Regions from separate parts of the Mus musculus genome. Here region 2 is linked to region 1. A link is a contact called in public Hi-C data. All regions are on one chromosome and are shown on one strand. Each heading gives the region's core, a stretch centred on a gene start, on an enhancer-like site or on the middle of the called end of the contact. The rest is flanking DNA. Distances are from core to core; before and after follow the strand shown.

Region 1 (6,187 bases), core at 2,474-4,973:
TGAACTCACTGCCTCACAAAAGATGACCTTGAACCCATAATCCACTTGCTTCTACCTCTCAGGTTCTGGGATTATAGGCTTGTACCACAATGTCTAGTTTCATACCACCTTAGGGTTCCAAATCAGGGCTTTTTACAAACGACAGACAAACACTACACTACCAAGTGAACATTGCCACCCCCAAAAATCCTTTTAAAAATTGATTCAGTGTGTGTGTGTGTGTGAGAGAGAGAGAGAGAGACAGACAGACAGACAGAGAGGTGGAGTTGGTTCTCTCTTTCACCTTTATGTGGTTTGGGAATAAAGTTTGGTCACTAAACTTGTGCATGAAAATGTCCTTACTCCTGGAACCATTTCACTGCCCCCCCCCCGAAGTACTTTTTCCCCTAAATTTAATAATTTATGCAGTGTGAGGTGTAGGTGAGGTTTGATGCGTCCACCTTTGAAAGTGTGCTTTCCTGGTGACAGCCGCCGGCATTACTGGCCTCAGTTGGGGGAAGGATTTTAATTGAGCTTACTCGTCACAGAGGATTCACGTTTGTCCATTCCAGTCTTCTCTTGAGGTCTGTCTTTAGCATGTCATCCCTTTCCATATTAATCCCTTGAAATTGCAGACTGTACTGAGGTACCTCTGTTACAAGTCAACTGAGTTTAGAAGCATGGAGATCTCTTTCCTTGCCTATCAAGTTCTGAGAAATACTACTTACCAGTAGTGTTTTCATGGGTGTGGGCTCCACAGATGATTTTACTGGGACTTTGTGTAGTGATAGAGAGCTTCCCCGACACATGTTCAATTATATTCGTCATATATATATATACACACACACACACACACACACACACACACACACACACATATATATATATACAGACACACATATATATACACATATATATATGAATGATATTCGATTGATTTATTTTATATATATGAGTGTTTTGCCTGCATGTATATATGTGCATTATGTGTAGGTCTTGTAAGAGTGTGTGGTGCAGAAAATGAAGCCAGGTCCTCACAGAGGTGAGAAGAAGGTGTTGGATCCCTTAGAACCGGAGTTATAGATGGCTAAGAGGCACACGTTGAAGATGCCTGGATTCAAACTTCAATTCTTTGCAAAAACAAGTGCTTTTAACTCCTGAGCCTTCTCTCCAGGCCCTACTTTTAATTCTTAAAAATGTATTTAAATGGGCTGGTGAGATGGCTCAGTGGGTAAAAGCACCCGACTGCTCTTCCAAAGGTCAGGAGTTCAAATCCCAGCAACCACATGGTGGCTCACAACCATCCGTAATGAGATCTGACTCCCTCTTCTGGAGTGTCTGAGGACAGCTACGATGTACTTGCATATAATAAATAAATAAATAAATAAATAAATAAATAAATCTAAAAAAATGTATTTAAATTTTGTTTATTTCTGTGTGTATGGGTGAGTGTGCGTGTGTGCGTGTGTGTATGTATGTATGTATGTATGTGCATGTGTTAGTGTGATTAATGTCAAGTGTTATTAAAGGCCCTCAACTTTTCTACCTTTATGTTTACAGACAGAGTCTCTCACCAAATCTCATCAATTCTTCGAGTATAGCTTGCTAATGAGCTACAGGTTCCCTCCCATCTCTGCCCGCCCCCACCCCGTGGCAGGAGTCAGAGGTGCATGCTGCCTGCCTGCCCAGCTTTCTCTGTGGGTGCTGCAGATCTGAACATAGCTCCTCATGCTTGCACCGCAGGCAATTTACCGACTGAGCGATCCACCAAGCCCTGTGTCTAAACCTTCAGTGATGTGGGACGAGTATAAAAAGCTTAAACTGACTTGTCATTCAAACAATATCAGTGAAGCCAAGGCATCTTTGCCGCAATATAGGTTCTGCTGATGAGCAGGGATCTGCCTTTCTAATTTGCCTGGGGCTATTAAGAAACATTTTAAGTATACAGTAAAATCTAATTTCCAAACACTTATTATAATAGCTAGTGAAAGAGAGCCCTTCTGCTTTAGAGAAACTTCAGTCTTCTCTCTGAGCGCAAAACATCTCAATAAAACTTCCGAACTTTAACAAGCCCTCCATATCTGTGTGATATGGCAAGTTGAGGTGTTTTACCTGATCTGGACAGAACACCATGGTACTGATTGAAGTCCACAAGCGTAAACCCAGCGTTAATAGTGCTGGCTCAACACACACTTGAATGGTTCAGATACTTTCCCGAAAATAACTACTGGTAAATGATACAAGTTTCCTTAGGCTTAAGGTCCTTGCATTTCTGAAGACGGCATGTGCTTCTCAGCTAAGCCTGTTCAGCTGTCACTCATCCTAGGAGTGTCCACTTCCAAGTGATTAATCTTCCTCTCAGCCCCCCTCTTGTCTTCCTCTTCATTTTGAACCAGAGTCTTTACTGAGCTGTTCAGGTTTGTAAGAAACGATTGATGCGAGCAGTTCTCAGCCCTTAGCTTTTCCAACAGCAGCAGACCAGGTCTTCACGTCTATGTGCAGTACCGGGAAATGGCGCCTGGCTCCCACATGTCAGGCAAGTCTTTCACCAATGGAGCCCCAACCCCGGCCCCTCTTCAGCTTCTTTAAAAATACCCTCACCTGTTGTTGTTCCATGCAAACTATTCATGGAGGCAAATTCTTCAGCCTGTACTCCACAGTCAGCACGGAGCTCCCAGAGAACAGCTGAACATCAAAGTAGGCCTCGTTTTTAAAGGACGAGTCACCATTCTCCATGTGTGCCAATATTTTCAAACAAGTCCGTCTCCCCCCCCCCCCAACCCTGGATACATTTATTTGGCTGTTTCAATTTTTCCATGAACTCAAATATATCAACAGCCTTCCTAATTGGCTGGCAAATAGATGCTTGCAAACTCATTCTCATAGGGGGGCTTTGTCATTTTTGTGTGTTTCTTTATGGTGTGCATTACCATGTGATGTGATGTGATGTGATGTGATGTGATGTGATGTGCGTGTGTGTGTGTCTGTGTGTGTGGTATGCATAGGCATATATACTGTGCATGGTATGCATATGTGTGGGGTGTACATGTGTGTATGCCTGATGTGAGTGTGTGCATGTGTGTGTGTGCATGTTTGTGTGTGCATGTGTGTGTGTGTGTGTGCATGTGTGGTGTGTATGTGTGGTGTGCATGTGTGTGTGCATATGTGGTGTGCATGTGTGTGGTGTGCATGTGTGTGCACACTGAATCTGGTGCTTGCTGTTTCTGAGTCTGGCTGACCTATGACTCCCCCCCACCCCCCGCACCTCTCGGCCCCTGATCTGCCTGTCTTTGCTCTACCCCAGTGCTAGTGTTACAAGCATGTGCTGCCACACCCAGGTCTTACTGAGTTCTGGGGACTTGAACCCAAGTCCACATACTTGAGCTATTAGCGCTTTACTCATCGCACTGTGTTCCCAGCCCTCGTTTTGATTTTTTTGTGATGAAATCTCACAGCGATGTGATCTGCAGTGCTAATGTCTCCAGTCTCCACTTGTTTAGCTATGACGTCATTGCAGAAGAAGCACCACATATCTCCATGCAATCCCATAGTAATACAAGCCATACTGGTTACACTCTACAAGCACAAGAAAGACTACTTTGGTCTTTTCTTGATGTAGCATGAAGGATACCTGCTCATCTTTTTTAAATGCCGTTGGCTCCTGGTAACTGCAATAGTCCCAGTGGTGATTCCTATGAGTATAAAAGCAAATCAGCCAAAATACCAGCATGGGCTGGGGCATTATAAAGTCCCATCCCTATCAGATGAGCCACTGGCAATTTATCGTTGCTGGGACAGTCAGCTTTCGTCAGGAATGTGGGCCTGAGATGCTCCCTGTGCTCCAGGAGGTGCTCCATACCATGCATACACAGCACCACAGGGACTCAGTGAGAAATTCAGTGTATGGGGTATGTGAAGCCTGGAGGCGAGAGCTGGCGCAGGGGAAGAATTGAAGGTGAGAGTGGGAAAGGAGACTGGATCCACGCACATTATATGTGTGTATGTATAGTAAAGAAAACATTTAATAGAAAACCCTCTCCAGTGGAAGGCAAGTAGACGTCAGACAACTGAAAACTGAACCCTCCCAGACTTACTCTCCAAGTGAGTCTGTGTGGACTATGGTGGACCCACCTTCTAGATTTCACATTTAAGAGAAAGCCTACAGCGTTTGTCTTTCTGAATCCAGCTTAATCCACTCACATGGTGACCTTGAGTTCCACACTTTTTCCGGCCACTAGCACGGTTCATTCTTCAGAGCCATGGTTGAAGAAGAAAGTCCTTGACAAGATGGAACAGCTGAGGGCTAGAGACATGCTTTGGCATAAGATCAAGAAAAGAATCCAAAGATGTTAGGACACAAGAACAGCCAACAGGAGCTGCCCTGTGGCTCTCACTCATTCCACTACCCCACCTTGCTATGTCTCCAAGACAGCCTGGGGTTGTCTGTCCTTTTGCCTTGAGGACTAGGTTGGCAGGAAGATGGTGTGTTATGGAGTGGGCTCTGACAGGGACGCCGGAGACCACATCCCTGACCTCAATGGAGATGAACACAGTGGGTAACTTGGCCAAGGAGGCCCTCATCATGTGCCAGAAGCAAAGTAGACTTACTTATCATGATTGGCAGCAAGGCAGGCAAGCTTATTTGGTTTCACAAAGTGGTACAATGCCCAGAGAGCTTTCACCATGGTTAATTAATTAGAGAGTTCCCAGGAATTAAAACCATGGGTGGCCCATCTAGTCTCTGACCATAAAATAAAGTCCAGATCAACGGAAATGAGGCTTGGATTGAGGAAATCAAAACCCAAGGAAGCCAGGACCTATTGTTTAATCCCTTGTGATGGGTTCCTTCAGTGTCTCTTCAGTGTCAGTGGGTGTCAGGGAGTCTTGACATCCACGTGAAGATAAAGGGAAACAGCAGTGTGTGTGCGTGTCTCTATGTGTGTCTCCGTGCTCAGGAACATGTATATCTATGTGTGTGTATGCACTCATGTCTGTGTGTGTGCGTGTGCATGTGCATGTCTGTATCTGTGTGTCTGCATGCTCAGGAGTGTGTATGTGTGTGTGCGTGCATGCATGTCTGTCTGTGTGCATGTGTGTGTATGTGTGTGTGCATGTGCATGCATGTCTGTCTGTGTACATGTGTGTGCATGTGTGTGTGTGCATGTGCATGTGTGTGTGCATGTCTCTATGTGTGTCTGCGTGCTCAGGAGCATGTATGGGTATCTATGTGTGTATGCATTCATGTTTGTCTGTGTGCGTGTGCATATGTGTGTGTGTGTGTGTGTGTGTAGGTCAGAGGACAAACTTGAATGTTGGACTTTATCTCCCACCTTGTTTGAAGCGATGTTTCTCTTGCTCATTGCTGTTAGCCTATATTCTCCTATAGCTGCCTCTCATCTCCCTGTAGGCCTGCTAGACTGCACAGGTTCTGAACATCTGAGCTCAGGTGCTCATGCTTGCATGTTGAGCATCTTAACCACTGAGCCCTCTGCCCAGCCCAGGCCCTGGTTCTTCTTCCTCGGATTTCTCCAAAGAGAAACATGCTCAGGGAAATGGGCATGCTCTGGCCTTAGGTCTACTGAGTCCTAGGCCCAAGTTACTACAGCTGTCAGAATCTGAGGAGTCCTGGCGTCACCATATTCTGCCATTGAGAGAGTTCACTGCTCGGCTAAGGTATGGAGTAGGTAGGCCTACTGTAGTCACTGCTAAGAAGAGCCTGGAATTCCCCTGATCCCTCCACCTCATAAATAGCATACAAAATAAATATGGCATCTCTGAGGAAAATATGGATTGTGAACATCAATGAGTTGGAATGATTATGCTTGGTGGTTGTCAGGACATCCTACTGATTCTGCAGGTCTACACACAACACAGCACTGCTCACTGCTCAACCCACAACACAGCACTGCTCACTGCTCAGCCTGCAACACCCCAGGACACTCATGGCTCAGCCCTTAATCCCCGACTCTACCCACCCTTCAGTCATTACACAGGGTGACTGGAGTTCAGCATAAGCTGAGTGTAGAAGTTTCTCCTATCATGGATTCCATCCAGACTTCTGTATTCTACTTCCTGGAGAGAATTAGCAGCACGCCTGGAAACTGGTAAGTGTGTGTATCTGAGTGTGTGTGTGTGTGTGTGTGTGTGTGTGTGTGTGTGCATTTGTGTGAAGACCAGAAGTCAATCTCAAGTCTCACTCCTCTGGAGC
Region 2 (6,187 bases), core at 1,227-3,726, 280 kb after region 1:
AGATATTGTATGGCTGGCCAGGCCTCGTGGAGCTCTTGAGAGTAAAGGGGAGATGGCTGCCTAAACAGGAGGGGGTCAGGCAAGTGACAAAGGATGCTTCTACCTGTCCGTACAAACTCGGAGATGGTGTCTCACCCCTAGGTTAAAGCAATAAATCATGATCTTATGAGCAGGTGCGTGTCTTGATGCCCCATGAGAAGGGAGAAGGAACGGGAGCAGGGAATGGGGAGGCAGAAGACGTCGTGGGCTCTCCTCAAGGTGCTCGGGGACTAGAGGACCATGACACTTTTGCAAAGGAGATGAGTCCTGAGGTTTTCGTGCAATTACCGGGCCCTGCTGTGTGCCAGGCAGTGTGTGGGAGCAGAGGACAGGCAAATGAGAAGACGCTATGGCCCTGTCCTTTGGGAGAGTTGGGTCTGGCAAGGGGAGCCCACAGAGACGGGTAAACAGGTCATTACGCATGCAGAACGATGAGCTCTCTGATATGACTCAGTTTCTGAATGAGGGGTCCTGACAAGACCGGCTGGGGGGGGGGGACAAGGAGAGCTGAGGCACACAAACAGGAACAGGAGGTCTGCAGCACACCCGCACCTGTCCCCATGGCCTCTCCATTCAGCCCCCCACTGCAGAGGGAGGGTGGGAGGGAGGGCGGTGGGGGATAGCTGCTGGGTATCTCCAGCCGCCTTGCTTCCCTCCTTGAATCATAAAAGATTAAAAAAAAAAAAAAAACTATACATGCTACAACAGTCAGTGAAGATGCATAGCACTTAACTATTTACTTGTTTATCTAAATCCTAAGTGTTTCCTTAGCAACCACTAAAAGAGTCTTGTTTACTGGAGTAACTTGCATGCTGGCTCTCTTCTCTGTCTCTGTGTCTCCTCCCGTTTGTCTCCAAGTAAGGGTCTCATGTAACCCAGACAGGCCTTGAACTTCCTACATATGCCAGGACGACTTTGAACCTCTGATCTTCCTGTTTCCACATGCAGAATGAACCATCATGCTGTGTTTGTGCTGTGCTTGGGATTGAACCCAGGGCTTTGTGCGTGCCAGGCAGGTGCTCTACCTACCGAGTCCCATACCATAACCAGTTCAGAAGTTTGAACTCCCCCACCCCGACCCCCAGAAATCGAAAAGGCAAAAGTGCCACCGGTGCTAATGACCAGGTCAGTGGAGATGGGGCTACTTGAAAAGAACAAGCAGGTATTCATGGAGACGGGAGGGGGCCAGATCTTGAGGATGCGTCTCTTTCTGAAAGAAAGCCTTTCCGCAAACCACCCTTCCCAGGGGAACTACAAATGAAGCCTGAATTTTGTTCTAGAAATTTCTCTTGTGAAATGCTAGGCCGGGCAACCAAATGAGAGTAGAAAATAGGGTAGGGTGAGCTGTGAGCCCTCAACATCGCTCTCACCCCATTGGCCCCTCCCTCTCATCCACCCCACCACCACACCCCTCAATTCCCAATTGACCCTTTTGGTTAGAACCTTTAGGATTAATTCTAACTAAGGTGTTAGCAGAAATCTGAGACACAAAATGTCCGAAACAGCGAGTCTTCTGGAGGAGACAGGTGATCCGCCACCAACCTTAGGTGACAGAATCCCAAGGAGAAGGGGCTTTGCTGTTCAGTCCTTTAAGCCCCCTAATGATGTCATGGGAAAGGTTTGATTCTGATGCTAATGGCCCTTTGCCACCTGCCTAACCTTTTCCTAATCCCTTTGCATCAAGAGGGGTTAGGTGTCCACATCTGGCTGGGAGCTGAGAGCAAGGTTGTTTTGATGGAAGTTGTTTTTGCCATAGCATCTGCTCTCACGCTCTGCTTTGCCTTGGACTCAGCGCACCTGAGACGCTGAAGCCGCTGTCCTCGGTCTCCCAGCTTCCTGTGAAGCGGGGGTGTTATAGAAACCAGTAATTTCATTTGTGGACTTAGAATTCATTTGTTTTTAAGTCGAGGGACATCTGTCTCTTTTTGCCCCAGGCCTTCATCTGTAAAATGGAGTATGGCTAGTGTCTAATCTGGCTTCTGTCTAGAAAGTCCTGACTCATTCCAAGGGGAGGGGGGCGTTGCTGAGAGGCCCACATCACAGGATCCTCTAGGTCCAACAGGGAGCGAGGTCTTGGCAGAGAGCTGTTACAAAATGACAGTACTCTGTAGCGTGTGACCAGGGTAGCAAACAGTAGGGGGCGCTACCGTTTTCACCCCACATCTAGAGAAGATGTCTTTAGGCCACAGGAGTGAGCCAGAAGTTGTGGAGTCTCATTCCGCTGCCAGGGACTGGGTCCCTAGTGCGACACAGAGAAGGCTAGGGTATTTATGCTTCATGTACATCTCTGATGGATGTTCCAGAGGGAGCTCAAAAAGTCACTGGTGCTCTGCTTAAGGTCCCCAACCTCCAGACAAGGTTCCCCTCTCCTGTTGGCCTTCACCTCAACCTTGGATGCTGGCAGGGAGCTCAGAGAATCAGCTCCAACAACAAGCAGCTTCCTGCTTCCGCATTTGAGGGTTTCCGCCAAATGTTTTTCCTCACCTGAGTTTCGATATGGCCTTTGGGGTCAGAGGTGGCTGCCAAGGTTACCCACCTCCCCATCCTCACTGGCAGGGAGTCGTGCCCAAGTTCATAGTGGATGAAAAGATAGGTTCCTAGATAGCCCCCTCTCTGCTAAAACTCTTAAAATGTTGTTTGTTTGTTTGTTTTTAACTTTCAGTTTTGTTTTGTTTTTTGTTTTTTTTGTCCCAGCCCAAAGGCATTAGCTTTTGATGGCTACGAGGCACCTGACATGCTGGAGACGGACAAAGCCACCTCTGAGCACGAACATTTGAAATTATTAAGTGTTCATTAAAGCACCCCCGGGCGCACAGTGCTCTTAGGGATGTTAGCGTCTCAATTTTCTATAATTTCCTTATTTTTCTCTTCTAGCTAAAGGCAGATGAAAAACGAACTCGGTGCATTTGAGTCTCTGAATCATAGTTAATGTGCGACGCCCCCTCCCTTAACTGCGCTGTTTCCCTCTGCCTCCTCCAGTCTCCTTCCCTATCAATTGGATAAACTTCTTAATCCGTTTAACCCCTACTCTGACTGCCACTCGGGAAATGCATGCAAAGACCCCCGACCAGCTCTCTCTACACCCTGACTCGCTTTGGGCAGGGGTCTGCGGGCTGGGAGCTGTAGAAAAATCGAGAAGACTGCAGCACTGCATCCCCGGCGCCGGCAGGAACTCGGGGGCAGCTGTCTGGCAGGTGGCTGCAGGCTGGGGTGCAGAGCAGACCCTACGCAGCCACCCACGACCCCCAGCCCCATCGCTAGGCTTCCGGGGGGACTAGGGAGCTGCGGCTGTGCATGGACTGTTCTGGAAAAACACCAAGCTCCAATCCCCCTCCCATCCGCCCTCCTGTGACTCTGGTCTTACATGAGCAGAGAGGGAACAACAGCTAAAAGCTGTTTTTCTCTTTCCCTTTCTTTTTATTTTTTTGACAACAACCTCACATAACCTCAAAAAGTTACCCATGAATTTACCAAAAACTTTTTATGAAACTACTTTAACCTCTGGTGGGGGTTAAAAACAAGCTCTGTGGATTTATTATCCGGGGGAAAAAAAAAAAAGCGAAGCATGACTCTGTATTTGCTGGAAAATCGTCTACCAAGCTTCAACGGCGCCCCCTACAGCTGCCTGCGAGGAATAGCCAGCGCCGACTGCAGCAGGAGCTGCAGGCTGCCCAGGACCTGGCAGGACCTGATCCCCGGCGGGTGATTGGACCCCCTCCACTGCACCCCGGGTCTGCTCCGAACCCGGACACCTTGCTGGGTCTTAGTTTATATTTTTTGAAGTTCAAATGGCTAAACCAGGAGCAGGCTAATCGCCAGCAGGGTTTGTACTGCCAGCCTCGGCTGGACCCCTGCAGAGCAGGCGAAGCTTACAGTCTGAGCACGCAGGCGACCCTTGCTTGTTTGTTCCTTTTTGCTGCTTTCACGTAAATGCCACCCAGATGTACTGAAGGAAGAATGATGACCCCCAGAGGAATAAGGACAGGAGTATAGGCAGGGGCCTCGTAGGAGGCTGAGACCCAGAGAAGCTGAGCATTGCAGAGAGCAGGGTGAGAGATGGGAAAAGAGAAGACCGGGGGATGGGGTGAGGGTCCCTGTGAGAAGGAACGTGGATATGGTCAGCAACCACCCTCCCAACTTCAAAACACCCCAGCTCTCCCTCAGAACCGTGTTTTTAGGAAGCACATGGAAGGAAAGAAAGAAAGAAAAAGAAAAAGAAAAAAAAAGCCGTTCAGAAAAACAAATGTAAATCAGAGACAGAGGAGCGGGCGCTGCAGCCTGCCCAGAAGAGGCAGTAGCATGCGGCACTCAGATTCTCTGGTCCCTCACACCTGAGTCCTGCTGCTAAGGACTGAGCTTTGCTTCAGAACTGAGAGAGAAAGAAAGAGGGAGGGAGGGAGGGAGGGAGGGAGGAAGGAAGGAAGGAAGGAAGGAAGGAAGGAAGGAAGGAAGGAAGGAAGGAAGGAAGGACAAAACCCAACAAAACAAAACAAAACAAAACAAAACAAAACAAAACAAAACAAATGCAAAAACCAAACTATCATCCGGGTAATCTTAGCTCCTATACAGGGAGAAAGCCAGCTCTGGTCTCTATGAGAAAAATCTAGAATTTGACAGTAAATAGATCTTCCAGTGTTTACATGATGGTAATTCAAACTCTCTCTCTCTCTCTCTCTCTCTCTCTCTCTCTCTCTGTCTCTGTCTCTGTCTCTCTCTCTCTGTCTCTCTCTCTCTCTGTCTCTCTCTCTGTCTCTCTCTCTCTCTCACACACACACACACACACACTACTGTCAGAGATCTTTATTAAGGGGGGGGGGGCTCACTGCCGTTTCTCTTTGTCATCTAACACCCACACATTCAGCATCTGGCTTAGGAGAGCCAAATGCCAAACGCAGTTTGTCTGTATCCTCTTTTGGGACTCACCGGTTGGATTTGAGGGGAAAATTCCTTTTCTTTCTCCCTTCTGGTCCTGGAGACTATAGGAAGACAGCTGCTTCTCCACACCCCCAACTCCCTAGAAGTCCCGTGGGGAATGTGGTGGCACTTGGGGGAGGTGGGCTTTCTATTCTTATCCCAGAAAGGTCTGTACCCGTCCCCTCCTGATAGGTATGTGTCCTTTCTTCCCAGCTTCTCACTGAACCGGGTCCATTTCGAGTTTGTCACTTGCATCCAAAGTTACATTTGTGATTTGGGGGCATCTTTCCCAAGATGGAATTTCTGGGTATCCCGTATCTCCCAAACCCCCTTGCCCTGACCCAGCCTAGGCTTCTTCCTGCCCTTCTGACGGTAGAGCCTGGTGTTCTGATGCCTCTAGTGGTGGACTCCAGTATAGCACCCTGTTGCTTTAGCAGAACACACGGGCATTCCTACTTTGTCCACTAGCTATTTCCTGGGGAGCTGTTGTGGCTTCTAATCGTACCTTTCCTGTTTTCTCTCTCCACGAAAGATCTGGCTACATAGCCCAGGCTGCCTCAAACGTACGGAACTCCTCCTGCATCATAGTTGCCACCCACCAGGCTTTACCCATTGTTTCTGAAAGGGCAATCTAAAATCCCGTTGTGTCTTCCTTGTATCCTAAAACGTTGAACGTTGCAGTGGAGACCATAGAGAACCAAAGACATGTCTGCATCTACCTCTGCTAAAGTGGGTTAAATAGACTATGCTTTTGACTCTCACAAGCTCACACGTTCATGGCTCAAGTGAGAAAGGTGGTATATGTTTTCATCTGGAAGCGATTGTTCTCCTTTTACAGTTGCTTCTGGGTTCTGCTGGGTTTCCATGCGTGGTTTCTACCCTCTGCTTTCACTCTGTCATGCTAGCACACGACGCTGCTGTTCCTAAGTGGCAGAGGAGGCTCTTCATTTTCTGCTATTAATTTTTATCTGTTGTGTTCTGTTGTACTTAATTTTAATTAATTGAAGTGACTCATTATAAATACAATGCATAATTTAAAAAAAAAACTAAAAGAGAGAGGGAGAGAGAGAGAGAGAGAGAGAGAGAGAGAGAGAGAGAGAGAGAGAAATCCTCTTAGTCCATTCTAAGTAACTGCATTTTGAAGCTCAGAATGAGCCCTGTCTGACATGTTCTGGAAACTTCTCTGAAGGGCAAGTTTGGCTTTCTCTTTTGTTTGGTTTTGTGTTGACTTTTC

What was found. A called contact is a pair of places that touch in the nucleus more often than the background predicts.
Region 2: a contact with region 1 is called in a Hi-C map of muscle stem cells, with 1.8 times the contacts expected there. The contact joins two enhancer-like sites. A contact is called at or near these places in 1 of 15 datasets of contacts at CTCF or cohesin (large pre-B cells), 8 of 484 Hi-C or Micro-C datasets (the G1E-ER4 cell line, the HPC-7 cell line, bone marrow-derived macrophages and 5 more), 2 of 115 datasets of contacts at active chromatin or transcription factors (embryonic midbrain and embryonic stem cells) and 1 of 9 other capture datasets (embryonic stem cells).

The regions. Positions count from the first base shown.
Region 1 is chr2:174,394,263-174,400,449 of GRCm38.p6, forward strand. No RefSeq gene overlaps it. Among named protein-coding and RNA genes, the nearest start is that of Nelfcd, 18 kb to the right of the region's middle. Within about 2 kb of position 3,724, at least 4 of the 459 cell types and tissues checked have an H3K27ac peak or open chromatin away from gene starts, as enhancers often do. A contact at or near this core is called in muscle stem cells, where this site is marked.
Region 2 is chr2:174,670,510-174,676,696 of GRCm38.p6, forward strand. The region is part of intron 3 of Zfp831 (zinc finger protein 831); the gene reads left to right. Among named protein-coding and RNA genes, the nearest start is that of Zfp831, 30 kb to the left of the region's middle. Within about 2 kb of position 2,477, at least 68 of the 459 cell types and tissues checked have an H3K27ac peak or open chromatin away from gene starts, as enhancers often do. A contact at or near this core is called in muscle stem cells, where this site is marked.